Linked DNA regions of Mus musculus: regions 1, 2 and 3 are each linked to region 4. Evidence: chromatin contacts called from public Micro-C and promoter capture Hi-C data. All regions are on one chromosome and are shown on one strand. Each heading gives the region's core, a stretch centred on a gene start, on an enhancer-like site or on the middle of the called end of the contact. The rest is flanking DNA. Distances are from core to core; before and after follow the strand shown. Region 1 holds the start of Runx2 (runt related transcription factor 2). Region 2 holds the start of Foxp4 (forkhead box P4). Region 3 holds the start of Guca1b (guanylate cyclase activator 1B). Region 4 holds the start of Vegfa (vascular endothelial growth factor A).

Region 1 (5,311 bases), core at 2,302-4,801, 1.3 Mb before region 4:
TAGAAACTAGAAAATCCAGGTTCCAAATCCAAAAGCCGTCAGACTGAATCACATTGCATCTTCATCCCCAAATCTTTTCCCTGCAGAATACTTGTACTCAAAAATCAATGCACCATTTAAGATGATCAGTTCACGACAATTATATCCTGAGCGTATTCAGCACCAGAAGGGTGCACAGAACACTAGACATTGAATTAATAAAGTTATTTTTTTACACCTTAATGTATGCCCTTGCATTATACAAAATATCTACTTATTTGTATTTTCCCCTGTTTTCATCCAGGTTTGGAAAAAGTTTTGTTTTTTATTGTTAGAATAATGTCTACCCTCGCTGAGGGTACTTAGAAAATTCTGGGCCCTTGGCTGATAAACATTGTAAAAGATAGCTCTCAATGGAAATATCATTTTCTACAATTTCCCCTATATCTGACCTTTTCACACCACAAGGAAGAAAACAATCGCCAAAATGGATGCTCTCAAAAAGGAAAAACACGTGTGTTTGTTTAGGACCACTGCTTGATCCAACTACAAAAGGAAACTGGCCACTACAGGGCCACGCACCCCCCTTCCAAAACAATCCATTCAGATTTCTGTTCAGATAGGAGACCTAAAGAGATAACTGCTCTAATTGACCTGGGCCCCTCTTGCTGCTCCACCCACACATGGAATCTGAATTGCTGCGTGGGGTACCGGGTGATCAACAACTGGGAAATGCAGGGGCCCGTGGGAGTTTGGCACCAGAGTCCGAGATGAAGGAACTGGCACAATTCCGCCTTTTTTTTTCTTTCTTTCTTTCTTTCCTCTCTCTCCCTTTTTTTCAAGACCATTCTTAACCTGTTCAACAGAGAGCCGGGTCCCAGACTCGCCCACTAAAACTGGATGCATCTCTCTCGCTGGCTCCCCCAACTGATCCCTAGCGTCTGGACCAGGAGAATGGACAGCCACCCATCCAGCCAAGTCTCTTCCGGGGATGGGGGGTGGGAGGGGTGCTCCGCACCACCACCAAACCCCAGACTGCATCATAGATATGGCCAGGGCCTGGGGACCCGCACACTTTCAACCTGCTGTCAGCTGTGCGTGACTCCTACCGCTATCGGTGCTGGCAAGCTAACGGGACTTGGAAGAGGAGGCCACGGGGACGCACCTTGGAGCCCAGGCCTCCGGCAGGAGCCACCCATCACCCATCGATTTCCCCAAGCAGAAGGGACATCTGGGAGTTCTGGCTCTTTCAAGGCAAATAAAGTTTTCACCTCTGTTTATTCTGACCAACCGAAGTTGCTCCACAGGATTCCCTTTTCCTCCCAGGCAAAATGAGGGGGGGGGGGGAAGCAGCCTAAGCCTTGCTCCCCTTCCCCGACGCTCATCACTCCCGCACTCGGGGGCGCAGAGCCCCGAACCCCCCGCAACTCCCTGCTCCTGCCTGGCCCTGATAGAAGCCGAAACCCCGGCGGCCCCGCCTTCCTCCAAGTAACGGGAACCAGTGCCGGCCGAGGAGGGCGCGAATGTCCCGTCTGTCCCCGCTCTCCCGCGTCCATCCCCAAGTTTACTGAGCACTCTCAACCTACGCTCCTCGATTGGCACCTCATCTCGCCCCAGGCGCAAGCGCCCTCCGGTGCTGGCACCCTGCAGGCAACCGGGCCAAGCCGGGGAGCAGCCGGGAGTGCCAAACGGCAACCAATCCGGGAAAGGGACACCTAGTTCGGGGTAGAGGCCTGCGTCTGCAAAGGGGAAAGCGGGAAGGAGCGCACAGAATCCCGGAGAGGAGAGGCCGGGATGCCCGTGTGGAGTGAGGAGACCCCGGGAGAAGGGGGCGGGAGGAAGCTTGCAGCTCACAGTGGGCGCCTCGGGGCGTCTGGGGGCCCAGGAGTCTCACAGCAGGGAAAGAGGCAAGAACCGCGCCTGGAAGACTGAAGGATGAAGAAGCAAGGGAACCTAGGCTTACATGGTAGTGGGCGCACAGGTGAGAAGGGGGATCTGCTCGCGGTGGCCGCTGCGGGGTATGTAGATCAGAGCCACCTCGGTCCCCTGAGTGGAGCCACCAAGGCTGGAGTCTTGGAGGACACCCATGGGCACCGAGACCACGGCGGGAAGGTTCCATGGGGCCGGGCCAGGATCTGGGGGTGACCAGTCTCTTACCTTGAAGGCCACGGGCAGGGTCTTGTTGCACCGCCAGTGCGAGGGCAGCACGGAGCACAGGAAGTTGGGACTGTCGGTGCGGACCAGTTCGGCCGGGTGGTCCGCGATGATCTCCACCATGGTGCGGTTGTCGTGCGGCGGCCTCAATCGGGGCACTGCGGCCGCCGCCGCTGCTGCCGCCGCCGCTGCCGCCGCTGCTGCTGCGGCCGCCTCCTGCTGCTGCTGCTGCTGCTGCTGTTGTTGCTGTTGCTGTTGTTGCTGCTGCTGTTGCTGCTGCTGCTGCTGCTGTTGCTGCTGCTGCGCAGCCACCACCGGGCTCACGTCGCTCATCTTGCCGGGCTGCAGGCTGCTGGAGGGGGGGCTGAAGCGCCGGCTGGTGCTCGGATCTACAGGAATACGCATCACAACAGCCACAAGTTAGCGAAGTGGCCGGGGGAGGGGGAGGAGGGTGGAAATGGGGGGCGAGGAGGAGGAAATCGAGGGGGTGGAGGCGAGACGGGGGCGGAAAGAGGATGGAGGTGACGGGACAGAGGAGGTGAGAAATCAAGTTCGAGGAAGCCGTGTGCCGGGCGGAGTCTGCTGGGGGCCGGCGACTGGAGACCGGACAGAGTCGGGGTAGCGGGTGGGGACACCCGAGAGGCGCGGATCTCCACCGGGAGGCTTGGGAGTCCCTGGCGGTGGCTGCAACGAGCGGGACGCGGGGGCGTGTTTGGCCCAGCCGCCGCAAGGGACTTGAAGTTAACAGCTTGCAGTAGGGGCCCCTTGGGGCACCGTGTCCTGGGTGCGCTGGCGCCCCGCTCCGGGTTCCAGTACGGTAGTGGAGCCCCGCAGGTTCAGCAGTCCATCTCGGCGGTGCGTGTGGCTCCTCGCTGTCCGCCACCGCCAAGCAGAGCGCGGCTGCCCAGCTCGCGGCGCCGTCGCTTGCCCGCGCCGCCTCCTCCGCCTCCTCCTCCGAGGCCGCTGCGCGCTCCCCGCGCCGGCAGCGCGCTCCGAGTCCTCCGGCCGCCGAGTCCTTCCTTTCCCCGGCTTCTCCTCTCGCCCTCTCCTTCGCCGCCGTCTAGCTCGCAGCCTCGTCTCTCCTGCTCTTTGCAAAGTGCCCCGGGCCCCCCTCGCGTTTCAAGGTGCCGGGAGGTAAGTGGGGGCGGGGGGAGAGCGGATCTCGGGGCGACAGATCTGGAGCCTGCGGATCGCAGCCGCTGCCGCCGCCCGCCGGCCGCTAGAAGCGCCGCTGCGCTCGCTCGGCGCCCGAAGCTGTAGGGAGGAGGTCCCCGCCTAGGACATCGCCGCCTGCGTCCTCGGCTCCCCACTTCACCCTCAGGACCGGGAACCACTTCTCGGTCTGACGACGCTAAAGCTGAGAAGCGGGAGAGCCTCAGGCTGCTCCGACTGGCGTTAATTTTTCGTTGTTAACTTCAGGAGAGGAGGAAGGGAAATTCTCAAGTCTCCACGTTGACTTCTGAGCACTCTTCACCCTGCCCCCAACCCCACCCCACATTGGTTGGGGCGGGGGGCAGGTTTTTACAGGCTTCGGGAGTGCCCCCCCTTAGGTGACACCAAAATGGGTGACAGGAGTGTTTGTCAAAATAGTTTTAGAAACTCTAACGGATGTCTGGACACTTTTCTTATATATTCCTTCTTGTCATTATTGGAGAATAAGGATGGGTTGCTTTTTTAATAAAAAGAACTAAAAAATGACAGCTTGGTAATTAAAATAAGTTGTAAGTTGATAAAATGCTTGCTGGGAAAGGGGGAATACACAGCGGTTATCCATTCATTTCCCAATCTTTTATTAAGTGTAGTCTTCGTCTCAGACTAAGTCTAGTGTCTAACTGTCTTTCTAGCCACTCCCCACTTTGGGGGGTTAAAAATAAAAAGTTTAAAAAAAAGTTCAGTAATTATTTATTTATGTTTTTGTTTCCCGGCGTTATGGGGGGAGGCGATTTTGGAATCCCCAAAAGATTGTGGTTGAGAGATGAAGGAGTGCGGGGAGCGGCAGCAGTTTTGTTTTTTTTTTGTTTGTTTTTTTTTTTTTTGTTTGTTTTTTTACCTAAAATGTGGTTTTTGGAGGCTGGGATTTCTAATGATTAGGTTTTTGTGGTTTATATAGACACGACTCAAACTGAGGCGATCATTATACTGATGGGAATCAGAAGCACGTGGGTGTCTCCGACCAGCCTCAAATTCTGAGCCTTCAAAACAAATCAAACAACGTGCGGCGGCGCCCACAGAAGCCGGGAAATCCGCCGGAGGCTGATACACCCCAAGAACCAGGCAGAAGCAATATCGGGCTGGCTCACCTCTCAGCGTGATGTTCTGTTATATGTCTTGCCTAACCTATTATTTTAAAACTTCCAACGCTTCCAAATAGAATCATTTTACCAAAATCCCCGGCGATTCGTAACAAGGTAGTTGACGCAACTGTGATTTGGTGAAATCAATGAAAAATTGGGAGTCGTCCCCTAGGAGGACTAAAGAAGAGGGCTAGCTGGGTAACATTTCTCACCATCCGTCTTATTTAAAGCTCTTCACGTAGCCATTAATTTGGGGCTTTTACTGCTGGGGTGCAAATGCCTTCCAAATTCAGCAAGGGACCTGTCATGACCCTCCCTAGCGCAGTTGCCACTCTCTGACCTTCCCTCCCCGCGCGCCCAGCAGGGCCCAGAAAAGGTACCCGGAGCGCGCAAAAGAGGTTGTTTGCGCCTCTTTGCAACTCGAGACTAGAAAATACAAAAAGTGGATCGCTGTGCTCAGATGGTCTGGGGACCCGTGCTCCTGTGCCTGAGAGGCGCTCTGGGGGTTGAGGAGTGGACAGAGTTGAGTGTGACTGCTTGCTCTCTCACAGGCTAGGGATGATACTGGGGAGCACTCCTGTGCCCTCCCCCTTTGAGTCACTGCTTCTGCCTCCCCTTTCTGCTTGCACCACTTACAACTATGCAAACCCCCCCCCCCCCCGCCGCCGCCGCCGCCGCCCACGTCCCATGTCGGTCTTTCCTTGTCTCTTGCTCTCTTTCCGGATTCTTCCACCAGTCCTCCCTCAGACTTGAGTCACCTCCCTGAGCCACTCAGTCTCCCTCTTCTTCCACTGCCCGCTCCTCTATGCCACTACCTGTGGCGCCCACATCTCCCACCCGACTTCCTCGTAGCTGGTGGCCTCTGTGTCCCTAGCGCTCACTCC
Region 2 (4,711 bases), core at 1,498-3,997, 1.9 Mb after region 4:
TGATCCCCACAAGCTGAGATTCGGATAGCACAGGATCTGCAGCGAGTGTGTGTGTGGGGTGGAGCACAACAGTCCCCGATACCCAGGCCACCTTGCCCAACAGCCTAGACTGGTGGTCCACTGCAGTCTACACTGATCTCAGAGCACCTCAGAGTCAGCAAGCCACTGAACTGTCTCTCCAAGCTCCAGAGAACAGTCCCTGAATCACCCTAGCAAGGAAGAAGTTTCTCAAGTTTAAGGAGAGGGGAAAAAAAATTAAGAAAGAAAAAAGAAAAGAAAAAAGGAAAGAAAGAAGAAAAGCTTGCAGACTTCCTACAGCGGTTTTCCGCGGGGGCGGGTAGAGGTCGTCTGAGGCCGACCGCTCCCCTTCAGGAGCCTCCTCCTGGCTCCCCGGTTGAGATCAACCAGGGGCTTAAAATGCCGGTGCGGCGGGTACCTAGGCCATGGGGCCAACCCACTGAGATTCACGTGGGTGGGGATGGGAAGGGGGTGATGGAAGATTAAGCTTCGCCAGGAAGCGGCGGAACAGCGTGGACCACCCGTTCCTTTTTTCATGGGACACTCGGGCAAACCACAGCGACTGTCGCTGAAACTGCATTCTCTCTCCCGACCCTGAATTACAGACCCAACACCGTCGGTTGCCAATCTAGGCGGGTGCTCTGCAACCCGGGCAAAGACGCTTTAAATTCGAGGTTAAAAAAAATCCCGCATTAGTCAAAATTCTTCTGGGATTGCTCCGGAACCGCCAAACGATGGCTCGGAATCAGGTTTGTTCCTCCCGGCCCCCAAGTCCACTACCCAGCTCGGATCAGAGCGCCGCGGTCCGCCGGGTCCGGACCGGTGCAGGGGTGCACGCCACAAGCGCTGATCTCCAGATATCTGAAATCCCAGGTGCCAAGGAAGGGAACCTGGAAACCCACAGGGCAGTGTTGGCGCAAGAGGCCCAGGGTGCAAAGAAGAGGGGCACTGTCTGAGAGAAAGAAACCCCGCTGATATCCCCGACCTCCCAACCTACAGAGTCGCCGGATGCAATAGCAGAGTGTTCACGAGGTCGCTTCAGTTTCGGGGTGGGGTGGTGGGGGGTGGGGGGTGGGAGGAGGTCAATCTGTGATGGTTAGAGCCTTTGCCTCAGAATCCGCGTCCCACGAAATCACACGTTCCTTCACACAGGTGGCCACGGCCCCGGGTCTCCCAGGACACCTCACCACCGGGTGCCACCAGGTTCTCCTCCAGTGAAGCTCAAGAAGTACAAGTTTTACGGAGAAGCAAAGTGCAAGATTTGAGCGCCGCGGAGGATGGCCGCGGGCCAGAGGGACGCTGGGGAGACTGTCTCACGAGTCACCAGAGTCTTCAGTCTGGGGGAATGGACTCCACTGCTCACTCCGGCAGCTTCATCTCTGGTGGCCTTGGGCCCACTCTCCGTTACCTTATTCCCTCACTCTCAAACCTCACACTACCCCGCAGGAGCTCTGTCCGAATGAGGAGGGTATCCACTAGATTAGTTCCCCACCGATCAGCTCCGGCGCACGTAAATAAATAAATAAATAAATAAATAAATAAATCACAGGGGCCATTACCAGTCTCTCTCAAGTCCCCAAGAAGTTTTCCGCTTTATCTCAGATCTGATTAAGAGATGCGGGAGTGGGGGGGGAGGTTGACTAGTCTCAGCACTTTCGAAGTGTGACCTCCACAAACCAAGGCGATGAGGTGTTTGAGATTGTTGCCCCCCCCAACACACACACCAACACACACACACAGACTCAAGTCTTTCTGTTTGTCCTGGGGAGTCCCGTGCAGACTGGACTTGGGGGGATCCCAGTTCACCACTTCCCTTCCCGGCTCAGGAAAGTCCGGGCCGGGAAGTATTCTTTGTCTCACTCCGGGAGGGGGGGTCGCGCCCCCTAACACCCCATTCCCAGCAGCGAGGCCAGGAGGGGGCGGAGCCCAGATTCTTGGGGCAGGGCGGGCCTCAGTGGCTTCTCCAAGCCGCCCCCCCTCCGCCCCGGCCAGCTTCCCGCTGCCCCCCAGCCCCGCGCCTCAGCCCCCACCTGTTCCCCAGACAGCTCCGATCGGCTGGGGGCCCGGGCCGGGGGCAGGGTCTCTCAACTCACCAGGGTCAGTGCTCCGCGGCCGGCCCAGCTGGAACAAAGTGCTCCGGCCCGGGGCCGGGCTCCTCCGGCGGCCGACGCGCCTCGGGCGGGCAGTTTGCAAACACAAAGTGAGCCGGGGAGCAGGCGAGAGAGTGAGCGAGCTAGGGAGTTGGACGAGTCCCCGGCCCAGCCCCCACCCGGATCCCTGGGGTCCCTGAATCGGCCACCTACCTGTCCGGCCCGGCCGCTCAGTGCGGGCTCCGGCCCGTCAGCCCGCACGGGGCATGGGGCTCGCTCGGGTCGCAGCCCGGGCCCGCCGCCACTCGCCGGGGCTGCCCCTGCGCTCCGAAGCGATCTTTCTAGCGCCGATCGCCGCGCGCCTTAGCCCCTTGGGGGCATCGCACTTTGGAGGATGGCTTGGCTCTCTCCAGCTTCCGATCGTCCTTCCCCGGGCTCCGGCGACGCTCCTGAGCTCGCTCCGGCTCCGGGGCTCCGGGACCCCGGCGTCCCCGCCCCCGGCCCAGCCCTGGTTCCGGCCCGGGCTCCTCCCCGCCGCGCCGCGGCCGCCTGCGCCGCGCCCTGATCGCGTGTTGGGGGGCTCCGTCCCGGCAGCTGGTGGCACTGTCCGGTCCGTAGGGGCGACCGGCTCCGGACTCCGAGGGGCTGCGACTGAGCCCCGGCTGCGAGTGGCTGCGAGCGATCGGCGCGCGGGCGGGGCACACCGGGCGGGGGGACCGGAGGGGTGGAGGGAAGGAGGGAGCGCGCCGAGCGACAGGGAGGAGGGAGCGAACGAGCGAGCGGCGGAGGGAGGGGAGACTAACTTCTAGTGCTACCATAATTCGCCTAAAGCAGGTGCAGCCACTTTTCCCCCTGAGAGGCGGCCAGCGGCAAGCCGAAGAGGACCACGTGGACCAAACTTTGGGGAAGGAAAAAATGGGGACGTGGGGCTACCGATCTGCCAAAGTCGATAGGCCGTAGAGTTTCACAGTGGACTGGGGACCCATCCGATGGGAGGCTTTATTAACTCTGGCCTTTTCCTGGAACCTGGAGGTACGGCCAAGTCCTGCTGGCACACGGTTCACTGGTTTCGGGCGGGCTGCGCCTGGCGCGGGGAGTGGTCAGGACCCCCCCCCCCCCAGTCCGAAGCCGACGTCCAGCGCGGGCCCTGCCGCGCCTCCCTCTGACTCCCCACTGTGTGGGGGCTGGGGCTGGGGAGGCTCTTTCTGGGCTTTGTGAACAGTCTTTTCTCCCATCCCGGCGCGCACGCGCTGCCGCCTCGGTCTGCAAAGGGGAATTTCCTATAAAGTGCTGTGAGAACCGATGGAGAAAGGGCTTCAGGCTGGATCCACGCGGGCCAAGCACAGAGCAAAGTCGAGGCAATTATCTGAACAAATTAGATTGTAAACAAAACTTGGCGTCCCTGAATACCGCTTGTGCCCAGGGGGACCGTGAGGATGGGGGTGGGGGTGGGGTTGGGGACGCTGGTGTGTGTTTGGGTTGGGAGGGGGAAGTCCGGGCACGGAAAGGCCCAGGTTCCGAGGGGGAGGACTAAATTGGGTAGCAGGAGCCAGGCTCAGACTGGTGGAGAACTGAGAGAGAGAGAAAAAAAATCCTCCCACTCTCTACCCAAACATCTTCCCTTTCGGGTGTGTGAAGAGGTGAGGGGCACGCCTCAGGGACCCTCCGTGTTTGGCCCACCCTGCCCAGAGAAGTTATGGGTTGAGCACAGGAAGGCAGTGACTCTGGGAGACCCTGTTGGCTTCGGGTTACCTTGAGGCAGGTGACCAAGGGCAGGCAGACCCCATGGAGGATGAACTGGGTAAGGACTGGGCCTGGTTTCCTGGGGATAACATATTTTGGAGAAAACTCTTAAAAAAAAAAAAAACACAACAACAACAACAAAAACGGGTTTCTGAGATAACAGCTTAAGCAATTTCTGCTCACCTATTCTGCCCCTTTTCCGTGGGCCAGGAGCTGAAAGGTGGTAGTTACAACCCAGCTCTGAAGCATCTCTGTTTGCGCAAGTGGACAGACACAAAGAGGGCAAACATAGACCCTGCTGAAATTTGGAGACACACAGATGTCAAGCTGGATAGGGCTGCTGTGCAGCTTGTTTAGGTATTTGCGTTGCGGGATGCGTTGAGCAAATCGCCTCCGGAAGTGCTAAACACAAGCTCTCCCACCTAGCCACGCCCACAGCCCAGCTCTTTTATTTGGACTGCATGGTGACCGGTCCAGTAGAAATGAAACTCAAATGACAGTAGGTGTAGTGGCCAGCTCTTGGGTGGTAAGGGCAGAAGGTTCAGCAGTTCAAGGTCATCTTTAACGACAGATGGGGTTCCAGGCCAGCTTGGGCTACAAGAGGCCCGGTTTCAAAAATCCAAACCAGTGCTGGTCAGATTGCTCAATGGATAGAGACACCTATCAATTCCCTAAAGTTGGACCCTGGGACCCACATCTTGAAAGTATTCTCTTGGGCGGTTAAGAGCACTGGCTGCTCTTCCAGAGGTCCTGAGTTCAATTCCCAGCAACCACATGGCTCACAACCATCTGTAATGGGATCCGATGCCCTCTTCTGGTGTGTCTGAAGACAGCAACAGTGGACTCATAGAATAAATAAA
Region 3 (5,265 bases), core at 809-3,308, 1.4 Mb after region 4:
ACGAGGTAAAGGGAGCAGACAACTCCTGCAAATGCCCTCTGACCTCTACGTGCACACGCTGTGTACATGTGTGCCTGTACTCACACAGACCCAAAAGAATTAGCTAAGCAAACAAAAAACAACCGAGGAAGCCAAGGGCCCATGAGTTGGCATGGGCAGGGCCAGTCATTCACTTGGCAGTCATGGGAATGCTGCCTGAGTCAGGGACATCCCTGTTGAAGGACAGAGAGGGAAAAAAGTAAAACAGCAAGGCATGGCTTCAAAGGGACAGACATTTACATTCTTCCTCATTTTTACTTAGGTGTGTGTGTTTGATGGTATGTATATCAGGTGCCTGCAGAAGCCAGAAGAGGCATTGGAGCCCCCTGAAACTGGAATCACAGGCAGTTAGTTGTAAACTGTTCAGTGTGGTTAATGGGAACCCAACTCAGTCTCTTCAGAAGAGTAGAAAGGACTCTTAACTACTGAGCCATCTTCTCCAGCCTTGGGGCAGGTGGTTTGAGGAGGGACAGGGGCCATTGCAGACAACAGTGGGGCACAAGGAAAGCACCAGCCCAAACCTCAGGCCCAGAGAAATGTGGGACATGGGAGAAAACGTGTCTAGTCCTGGAAAGGATGACAGTGGAGGTAGAGGCCTTACCTGGAGACTAATGGTGAGATTCAAAGGAATCAGGGTGTCAGGTGACAAAGATCACTGAGCCATGAGGTCAGGCCAATTCCACAATGAGCATCCATCCCAAGGACAGGCTCACAAGTGTGCACTACTTCACACGGCTTAAAAACCAACATAGGTTCTAATGGGCTGGAGGTATTGCTCAGTGGTTAGGAGCTTGTTCTGCTCTTGTAGAGGACCTGAGTTCCGATATGAGCACACATGTTAGGTGGTTCACAACTGCCTGTGACTCCAGCTCCAAGAGATCTACCGCCCTCTTCTGGCCTCAGTGGGCACTGCACTCTCATGAGCACAACCCTCACCATACACACACACATACATTTTTAAAATAATAAAAACACATTTTTAAAAAAAATAAAATAAGCACAAATGTTGGAGAGATGGCTCAATAATTAAAAAAACACTTGTTCTTGCAGAGTACCCAGATTCAGTTTCCAGCACCCACATGGTGACTCACAATGAATTAACTCCAGTCTGGGGGACCTGACAACCTCTTCTGGCCTCTATGAGCACTGCACACATGTGATGCTACACACACACACACACACACACACACACACACACACTTCTTTACATAAAATAAAAATAAGATCTAGCCAAGCATGGTAGGAAACACCTTTAATCCCAGCACCCAGCATTTGAGAGTTAGAGACGACAGGTAGATCTCTGTGAGTTCAAGGCCTTTCTGGTCTACATAGTGAATTCAAGGCTAGCCAGAACTGCAACGTGAGAACCTGTCTCAAAAAATGAAATCTAAAAGATAGCATAAATATCTACTTTGGTTGTTTTTGTTATTGATGCGGTGGGAGTGGGAGTGTCCCCCTGTGTCAACAGGGCAACCCAGAGTGGTTTTGAACTCGAGACCCTTCTGCTTCTCCAGTGCTGGGATTATAGTCATGAGCAATGAATATGTACTTGATTCAGCATGTAATAACTATGTGCTTGGTCAACCTAGTGAATGTGTAACCGCTGCTTAAAGCAAGGTCATGTGGCCTTTAGTATCAGAGCCCTTGCAGACACTGTGGACCACTCTCCTGGGTCCTGCCCGCGGGTTAGTGCTCAGGAGTGGATGGGAGCAATCACGGAGAGAAGGGCTGGAGAGACGCATCTGTCCTTCAAGATTCAGGCATGGTCTGTAAGGGAGCTGCAGACACTGGTGGACCAAGAGCCCTGCCCCCACCCCACCCCATCCCCCAGGCTCTTACCCTCATAGCCTGCCTCTCACTGGACCTGTGGAGGGGCGAGGCAGAGGAAGCTTAGCTTTCTGGAGGTCAGACCTCCCCAGGAATCTCCTAATGGTCTTTACACCGCTAAGCTGCCCGGGGTCTGCCCCTCCCTTCTGGAGGTCCCTTCACAACCAATCAAGTTCAGTTTCCCCGAGACAGTGAAAGGGCTGCTCAGACCAAGGAGAGAGGAGCCTAAGGTCAGCGGAGGACTTGGAGGAGGTAGCGGGCCTGGCTGAGTCTCTTTCTAAAAGCCGGGATGGGGCAGCAGCTGAGCTGGGAAGAGGCGGAGGCGGCCGGGGAGATGGATGTGGCGGAGTTGCAGGAGTGGTACAAGAAGTTTGTCGTGGAGTGTCCCAGTGGGACGCTCTTCATGCACGAGTTCAAGCGCTTCTTCAAGGTCACGGGCAATGAGGAGGCCAGCCAGTATGTAGAGAGCATGTTCCGAGCCTTCGACAAGAATGGGGTAAGGAACCCAGCAGGGGAGGACCTGTGACCCACCCGTTCAGTGAGACTACAGTTCCGCTCAGCTGCCCTCCTCTCCATCCCTCCTGCCCCCACCCTCCCCGCCGCCCTCCATCATTCGTCCCTCCCTTCTTCTTACTGGCTCCTCACATCTTCCTGAGGGCCGAAGGTCACTGGCACACAGTCTGGGTTTTCTCTGGGCTTTTTAGGCCAAGGCTTTGCAGCAAAAGGACATGCTTTTACAAACCCGATAGAACCTCTGCTGCTCTCAGTACAAGGGAGAGAGAGATCCCAAAGCTCTCTTATCTCAGATCAAGAGCACCTTGCCAGGATCCTTCAGATGGCGGCTGCTCCGTTCTTCCCTCTGGGGGATGCTGGCAGGGGCTTCACTTGCCTGGGAGGAGAGTGGATAGTTGCAAAAGCACTTTCAAGTTTTTAAAAAATATATATGGAAGGGATAGCTGACAGTGTGTGTGTGTGTGTGTGTGTGTGTGTGTGTGTGTGTGTGTGTGTGTGTGTGTGTCTGTGAAGTTGTATAGGTACCCATGGAGGCCAGAAGGGGGCATCAGATACATCAGAGCTAGTTACACATATTTTCAAGCTACCCAATGTAGGGTGGGTGGGTTCCAAACACCAGTCCTCAGATAGACCAGTAAGTACTCTTAATTAACTACTGAGCCTTCTCCTCCATGCTTTAAGTCATGGGGAATTGCACAAATCAAATGCCTTCCAGTGGCACCGGCAGCCAAAAGGCACTGAATTACTTAATGCACAGATAATAATTGTGTGTGTGTGTGTGTGTGAGAGAGAGAGAGAGAGAGAGAGAGAGAGAGAGAGAGAGAGAGAGAGCATGCATCCTTCACGAATGGAGGGGTACACTTGTATGCATACGGAGACCAGAGATTGACCTCAGGTGTCAGTCCCTAGGGCGCAGCCAGCCTGTTTCTGTGACACCATCTCATTACCTAGAGCTCCAACCCCCTCCTGTGTCTATTCTCTCAGCACAGAGACAAACAGTAAGTAGGTGCCACTACAGACAGTGTTTGCAATGATTTTAAATCATATATAGGTGTGTGCATGTGCATGCAGTGCCTGAGGGGACCACAAGAGGGCAGTGTGGTTCCCATGAAACTGGGGTTTACAGGTGGTTATGAACTGCCCGCAGAGGTGCTGAGAAGAGAATTAAGCACCTGCCCTAACTGCTAAGCCTCCAGCCCTGCACCCCGCACCCCCACACCCAGCCTTTGATGTAGGAGCTAGGGAAGGAACTCAGGTCTTCACACTGGCATGGCCAGCGTCTAGTGGACGGAGCCACCTCCCCATTCCTAACTCATGGCAATGCCTTTGAGAAGCCCAGGTCCCTGTTCTCAGCGTCTCTCACTGTCTTCCCAAGTAGCTTGCTTCTCTCTTAATCCTAGGGCGTAAAATCTGTATTCAAATCTCTTAGACTTGAGCTTTGCTTCAGAGAAGTATTTTAATTCAGGGGCTGACGGCATGGCTGAGTGGTTAAGAGCACTTGCTGCCAGCACTCACATGATAGCTCATGACCATCTGTAATCCAGTTCCAGGGCATTCAGAGCCCACTTCTGACCTCCACAGGTACCAGGCACTCTTGTGGTACACATGTGTGCCGGCAAAACAGTTGCACACATAAAATAAAAAAATTAAAAAAAAAAAGAATTATATGGGAAAAAGGGCCTCATTTAAGAGTTTGTCTGGGCCAGTGTCCTGCAGTCCTTTTTATGGTATTGTGTTATGTTGAATTTTTCCCCTTCCCTTTCTCCCTCTTGCTCTGGGCCCATTCACGCCAGCCCCATAAGTTCTTTATTTGTTTCTCATTACGGATGGTTGTGATCCACCATGTGGTTGCTGGGATTTGAACTCATGACCTCCGGAAGAGCAGTCAGTGCTCTTAACCACTGAGCCATTTCAGCAGCCCGATTATTAGTATTAGTATTAGAATTAGAATTAGTATTATTTGAGACAGGGTTTTCCTATCTAGTCCTGGCTAACCTGGAACTCACCATGTAGACCAGGCTGACTTTGAACTCAGAGTTCCACCTGCCTCAGCCTCCTGAGTACTGGGATTAAATACAGGGAACACCACACCTGATGCCCCTGAGGCAGTATATAAATTGCTCTCTGAATTGAGGGGATACATGGGTAATTTGAAGAGACCGTGAGGACGGTGACCCTTGGTGGAGAAGAGCTTGTGCCACACCGACTCAGTGTGAATGCCACTTGATGGAGGGATCAGCCATGTCAGTGGGACCCCAGTCATGAGACACAGGGCACAGAGCCAACTCCAAACCTCCCAGATCCACCCCCTCCTCTTCTCCTCAAAGCTGTAGGAGCCTCACGAGGGAGTGGTGTCATCGATTTTTGTCTAAATTAAATTAAATGACGAGAAAACTGGGGTCATCTGGGTGTGACCCACAATGCTGTACAGCCTCTGGACAGCGTAGCTAGTGTGAGCCCAGCGCAGACAGACCCTGCTTCATCCAATCCAAGAAAGGAAGCCGATTCGCCCGAGTCAGATGTTCACGCCTGCATCTTTTTTTTCTTTTCTTTAATGTACATGGGTGTTTTACTTGCCTGTATGTAAGTCTGAAGATGTCAGATCCCTGCAACAGGAGCTACAGACAGTTGTGAGGTGCCCTGTGGGTGCTGGGAATTGAGCCTAGGTTCTCTGCAAGAGCCAGTGCTCTTACCGCTGAGTCATCTCCCCAGCCCATGTTTGTTTTGAGACAGGGTCTTAAGTCTGACCTAAAACTTGAGATTGCCCCTGCCTCCATCTATCTCCACCTCCACTCTTCCTTGCAATACCCTTCCTGACAGTAGCCTAGGAATGGGGGCGGGGAGGTTGTTTTTGTTTTTTGTTTTTGTTTTTGTTTTAAGAAGATG
Region 4 (5,012 bases), core at 1,845-4,344:
GGGCCTGACAGTGGAAGCAAGCCAAGGCTTCCAGGCAGGCCTTCCTGAGGGTCTCCTGTTGCCACCTTCCTCAACCAACCTGGACCTCCAACTGCCCCAGAAGGACCAACTCCCACCCTTGGTCTGTCTCTGTCCCCTAAGAGCAGTTCATCCAGGGACCCTCAGTCTTGCCACCAGGGCCAAGGTCAGAGGTGACCCTTCTCAAGAGATAGCTTCCCCATTCCAGCTGCCTCAGGTTGGCCCTGGATTCTGCACTGTAGGCCCTCACTACCCCCTCAATAGCCCCATGACATTCTCCTTATTCTTCTGTCTAGCCCCCCGTGGAGAAAGGGAACAGAAACTTTGAACCCCTTCCCAGATGGGGAGGTTCTAAGGCAGGGACTGGCCAGGTGTCCTTCTCTGGGGGCCTCTGAAGGTCACACTGTGGCCAAGCACTCCTATCCTCCTCCCCACATGGAGGCCCAGAACCAAGGCCTTTGTGCCAGGGTCTGGGGAACTCTGGATGGTGGCAGGGACACCTGCCCTTCTCCTTCCTTCTGCCTCCTTTCCAAGAAGGCTCTACAACTGAAGCTTCGTGGAAATAAGCATGAAAGGACCCTTTGGTAGGCAAGTTGGGTGGGCAAGTTCGCAGTTAAACCACCTGCTCTCTGGGCATCGGGCTTTGCCAGGACAAAGTGTGTGAGAGATACTGACTGACAAGGGATCCTGCCAAAGGTATGGGAAAGGGCTGGTTCCAGGCTGCCCCTGTCAGAGCAAATATCAAGTCATGTTTCCAAAGGGGGGGTGGGGGTGGGAAATGGGGTGATGTCAGTCCACCCTTCGTTGATCCACCCCCCCCCCCGCAAAAAAAAAAAAAAACCTGAAGCACAGCTGTGAGGGGAGGAGGGAGCACACCTTCACCAACTCAAAACTTAGGTCAGCGTTTCCACAAAGAACCCGAGGGTGGGCCTCAGCACCCCCACGCCTGACAGTCACCGTCCTTTTCCTGGACCCTGGGTCCAGGAAAGGTCCGATGAGTCTTCGCAAAGAAAAGGAAAATATAAAAGGGTGGGAAGGGCTTCTCTTTTTACACCAGGCAGGAAATGGGGAAAAGGGGGAAGGGGCGTCGGGAAATTCTTCCTAGCGCGAGGCACGGGTAGAAGTTGGGAACGGAGGAAAGAGGTATGGGAGTTTCTCCGGGTCCCGGAGCTGGGGATACCTCCAGAGGTCACCTTCCTCGCGGAGGGCCGGTGGGGGGAGGGGCGCCGCTCGTCGCCCGGGTCTCCGGGCTCCGGCAGCCGCGGCTCCGGGAACACGAGGCCGGCCAGGCCCGGGCTGATGTAATCGGCTCTGCGCCGCGCGCGCCCGGCCAGGCGGGGGAGGGCGGGCACCGCGCGGGACGCGAGCGGGGACGGGAGGGGGTGGCGCGGTGCAGGTGGCCCAACAAGCTAGAGCGGTGGGAGAGGGTCCCCGCAGCAATCCATCCTAAAACTTTCCCCAAACTCACTGCAAGGGCCTCAGAGACCCAAACGGCAGTGACAGCAAAGCCCCCTCGGTCGCCCGCGCCCTGCCCCCTCCACGATCTCTGCCCTCCCCGGGTCCAAGGTCCGAGCACCCCCAGGCATGCCCGCTGGGCTCCGGACTCCCGCCCCCTTTGCCCGGACTTCCAGTTCTCCGGGGACCCGCGACCCGGAGCAAACTTCTGCCGCCAGCCTCGGCACAAGCCCAGCCCCCTCAGCCTCCTCCTCTGGCTCCCGCCCTCCGCTGCTCGGCCCAGATCGTACGTGCGGTGACTCTGGTGGGTGGGCAGGGCCCGCGTGGGCGGCGAGACGATCCTGGCGCCCTCCCACCTAGCGCGCACCCCCTCCCCCTCCACGTACGACGACAGAGGGGGACGCCTCGCGCCCGGTGCCCAAGGACCCGCGTGGGGCACGAAGCCCCCCACGCGCGCGCTCGCACGCACGCACGTCCCCAAGCGGGAGAGGCGCTCGCCACGGCCCGGCGACAGCAGACGGGCACGACCGCTTACCTTGGCATGGTGGAGGTACAGCAGTAAAGCCAGGGTCCAGTGCACCCAAGAGAGCAGAAAGTTCATGGTTTCGGAGGCCCGTCCGGGGCCGGCGCGGCTCGCGCTCCCTCTCCGGCTCGGACTGCGAGGCAGCCCGCTCTCTTGCGCGCCTTGGCGGGCTCCTCTCCCTTCTGGAACCGAGGCCCGGGCCGGGGCCTGGGGCGCGCGCGCGGCTGGAGCACTGTCTGCGCACACGGCCGCCTCACCCGTCCATGAGCTCGGCTCCTGAGAGCCGAGCGCCCACTGCGGCCCCCTCTCCTCTTCCTTCTCTTCCTCCCCTCTCTTCTCGGGCCCCGGCTTCTCCAGGCCCGAGCTAGCACTTCTCCCAGCTCCGATCGGTTTGTCTCCTGCGGCGCAGACCACGGCTACTACGGAGCGAGAAGAGCCCAGAAGTTGGACGAAAAGTTTCCGTGCAATCCCGCGAGCCCCGACCCCCTCCACCCCGCCTCCGGGCGCGGGCTTCGGTTCCTCGCGGCTCGCCGCCGCGTCCACCGTCGGCAGCCCGCCGGCGAGGAGGTGGGCGCTGGGGCTGGGGGCGGTGTCTGTCTGTCTGTCCGTCAGCGCGACTGGTCCGATGCAAGATCCCAAGGGGGAGGGCTCACGCCGCGCTCTGGCGGTCACCCCCAAAAGCAGGTCAGTCACTTTGCCCCTGTCCCTCTCTCTGTTCGCTCGCCAGCGCGCTCTCTCTGACCGGTCTCTCTCTCTCTTCCTTGACTTCTCTCTGGAGCTCTTGATACCTCTTTCGTCTGCTGATTTCCACAATCCGAAGTGATTTGAGGGAGTGAAGAACCAACCTCCTCAAACCGTTGGCACGATTTAAGAGGGGAATAGGAAGCAAAAATAAATTAAAGCGTAAAACAATACAGTTTAAGAAAAAAAAATTAAGAGGTTTGAATATCAAATCCCAGAGCACAGACTCCCGGGCTGGTGAGTCCGCTGAATAGTCTGCCTTGTCGCTGCGTCTCGCGACAGAGCTCCGCTGCCGCCGCTCAGCTCGCCCCCAGTGCCGCGGCCTCGCTGCAGCTCGGCTGCCCCAAGCCTCTGCGCTTCTCACCGGTAACAGCGGTGGAAGAAAAAGAGGAAATCTAGCTCCACCCCCAAGCCCCGCCCAGACCCGCCCCGGGGAGCGGTCTGGTGGAGCCAGGCACCGCCTTTCGGGGAGCCCCTAGGCCACTACCGCGAAATGGAAAGCTAAACCCCTTACCAGGGTCCACGGCCTCAAAATTATCTGTGCACCCCTTCAAACTGGGCTCAGGAACACACTGGGAATCCCAGAGTATTGGGAATCAGGGGAGACAGGAGAGTGAGGTTATATGCGGACAGGGTCTAAGAACAATTCCCTTTCCCAGGAATATAGGAGAAAGTAGGGGTTGGAAGGCGGAGAGCTGGCAGGGACGTATGAGGATAGGGACAACTAGAGTGACCCCTGGCTTTCTCCCCCACCTCACAAACACACTACACACACACACACATGCATGCACGCACTCACATTGACACACGCGTCCTCCCTCACGCAGACTCGGCTCGCCCAAGTTCACGATCTCCCCGTGATGGCCGAGCGCCCCCTAGTGACTACATTATGCACACCCCAACTCTTGCTCAAATGGCACGGGTCTTGGAAAGGGGGTGAGAGTTGATTCTTGAGTGCGGCAGACTTTGAGCTCCCAAATAATTGCGTGTTTCTGACATACACACACACCCAAAAAGTTGCGTGTTTGACCTCGGAAGCATAACTCTAGGTTTATATGTGGGGAGGGGGTTACGGGGGGGGGGGAGTATGCTTATCTGAGCCCTTGTCTGATCTGCAGTCATCAGGAGCTAGGGCCCTGGGGTGAATGGGATCCTCTGGGAAGTTTCCAGAGAGGCTTCTCTGGAGAGAATTTGGCACCAAATTTGTGGCACTGAGAACGGGAAGTGGAGTTCTGGAGTTAGTCAGTGGCGGGGAGTGAGACGACCTGTGGAAACCCACGTATGCACTGTGTAGTCTGGCAGAGCCCTGAAGGAGAGACAGCTGGGCAGACAGAGGCCCTTGTTCCTCCTGATCTCTCTCTCTCACACACACACACACACACACACAGAGATGTTGCCAGGGAACTGAAGCCAGGGTGCCAATGGGGGCAGAAGCGGGCCAGGCCGGCATGGTGATTCAAACCTACCCTAGCATTCAGAAAGGTAGGTAGGCCAGCTGCCCAGCGCTGCCGCCAACCCTCGGAAGGGTGGGAGTAGAGGCTCCCTCAGTTCTAGCCTAGGCTTACGGTTCATCTTCTAAACAGAATTCAGGGGTGTACTCTGTCCTCCCATTCTCCCTAAAACCCTTGGCTATTTCTCTATGCTTGCACACTTAGCCCGTGTGGCTCTGTCCCCTCTCTTTCTACTAAGTCCCCTTCTCCATGTCCTCAGTGTCTTCCTTAAGAGCTCTCCAAAACCCCCACCTCTAACCCACCCTTGGATATAGGAACCAGCCTGGAAAAATTCCTGGTTGGGCTTTGGCCCAGCTGCTCCTAGGCTCCCCTGGGAACAAGAGGGGGCTCCGATACCTGTGGGAAGAGAGGGACCAACCAGTCCCAGCCCTCACCCAGATCTGCTGGACTTCTGAGAAAGAGAACTCAACAATCTTCCTATTGCCCCCCCCCCCAGTGTAATCCACTATCTCCATCCCTCTGCACACAGTACTGAAGCTGGGTGGGTGCTGGCACCTCTTGGGCACCCCAATTCCAATGGAGCAGTAGTATGAGGATCTTATGAGGAAGGGAGCTGGCTCCTCACGCTATCCCTTCCTGCCCATCATTACTAGTCCCGAGTCCCCTCCTGGATGGCTCTCTTGTAGCAGGGAAAGTAGTAGTTAGTAAATGTTTGCTGGTCCAGAGCCCTCCTGTGGGTTTCCTCACCTGATCCTGATCCCTGCTCTAAGCAACTAAGAGGAGTCAGAAAGGAAAGCCACCAAATGTCTCACGTGTCTGTCTCT

What was found. Promoter capture Hi-C pulls out the DNA fragments that hold promoters and counts their contacts. Hi-C and Micro-C count contacts between places; a contact is called where the count stands out from the background.
Region 1: a contact with region 4 is called in a promoter capture Hi-C map of embryonic stem cells, with 3 times the contacts expected there. The contact joins the promoter of Runx2 here to the promoter of Vegfa in region 4. A contact is called at or near these places in 1 of 39 promoter capture datasets (embryonic stem cells) and 1 of 115 datasets of contacts at active chromatin or transcription factors (pancreatic cancer cells).
Region 2: a promoter capture Hi-C map of liver shows a contact between it and region 4, with 2.2 times the contacts expected there. The contact joins the promoter of Foxp4 here to the promoter of Vegfa in region 4. A contact is called at or near these places in 2 of 39 promoter capture datasets (liver and pre-B cells) and 1 of 115 datasets of contacts at active chromatin or transcription factors (pancreatic cancer cells).
Region 3: a contact with region 4 is called in a Micro-C map of embryonic stem cells, with 5 times the contacts expected there. The contact joins the promoter of Guca1b here to the promoter of Vegfa in region 4.

What each region holds. Positions count from the first base shown.
Region 1 is chr17:44,733,097-44,738,407 of GRCm38.p6, forward strand. It overlaps Runx2 (runt related transcription factor 2), which reads right to left and starts at 3,552. Exons shown (of 7, transcript NM_001145920.2): 1 at 2,137-3,552. The coding sequence starts at 2,538. RefSeq lists a promoter at 3,307-5,311 and a cis regulatory region at 4,443-4,451.
Region 2 is chr17:47,921,885-47,926,595 of GRCm38.p6, forward strand. It overlaps Foxp4 (forkhead box P4), which reads right to left and starts at 2,748. Exons shown (of 17, transcript NM_001110825.1): 1 at 2,322-2,748. Gm46601 (a long non-coding RNA gene) reads right to left here. Exons shown (of 3, transcript XR_003952247.1): 2 at 4,035-4,149; 3 at 3,590-3,930.
Region 3 is chr17:47,383,335-47,388,599 of GRCm38.p6, forward strand. It overlaps Guca1b (guanylate cyclase activator 1B), which reads left to right and starts at 2,059. Exons shown (of 4, transcript NM_146079.1): 1 at 2,059-2,362. The coding sequence starts at 2,156.
Region 4 is chr17:46,029,283-46,034,294 of GRCm38.p6, forward strand. Vegfa (vascular endothelial growth factor A) reads right to left here and starts at 3,095. Exons shown (of 7, transcript NM_009505.4): 1 at 2,009-3,095. The coding sequence starts at 2,608.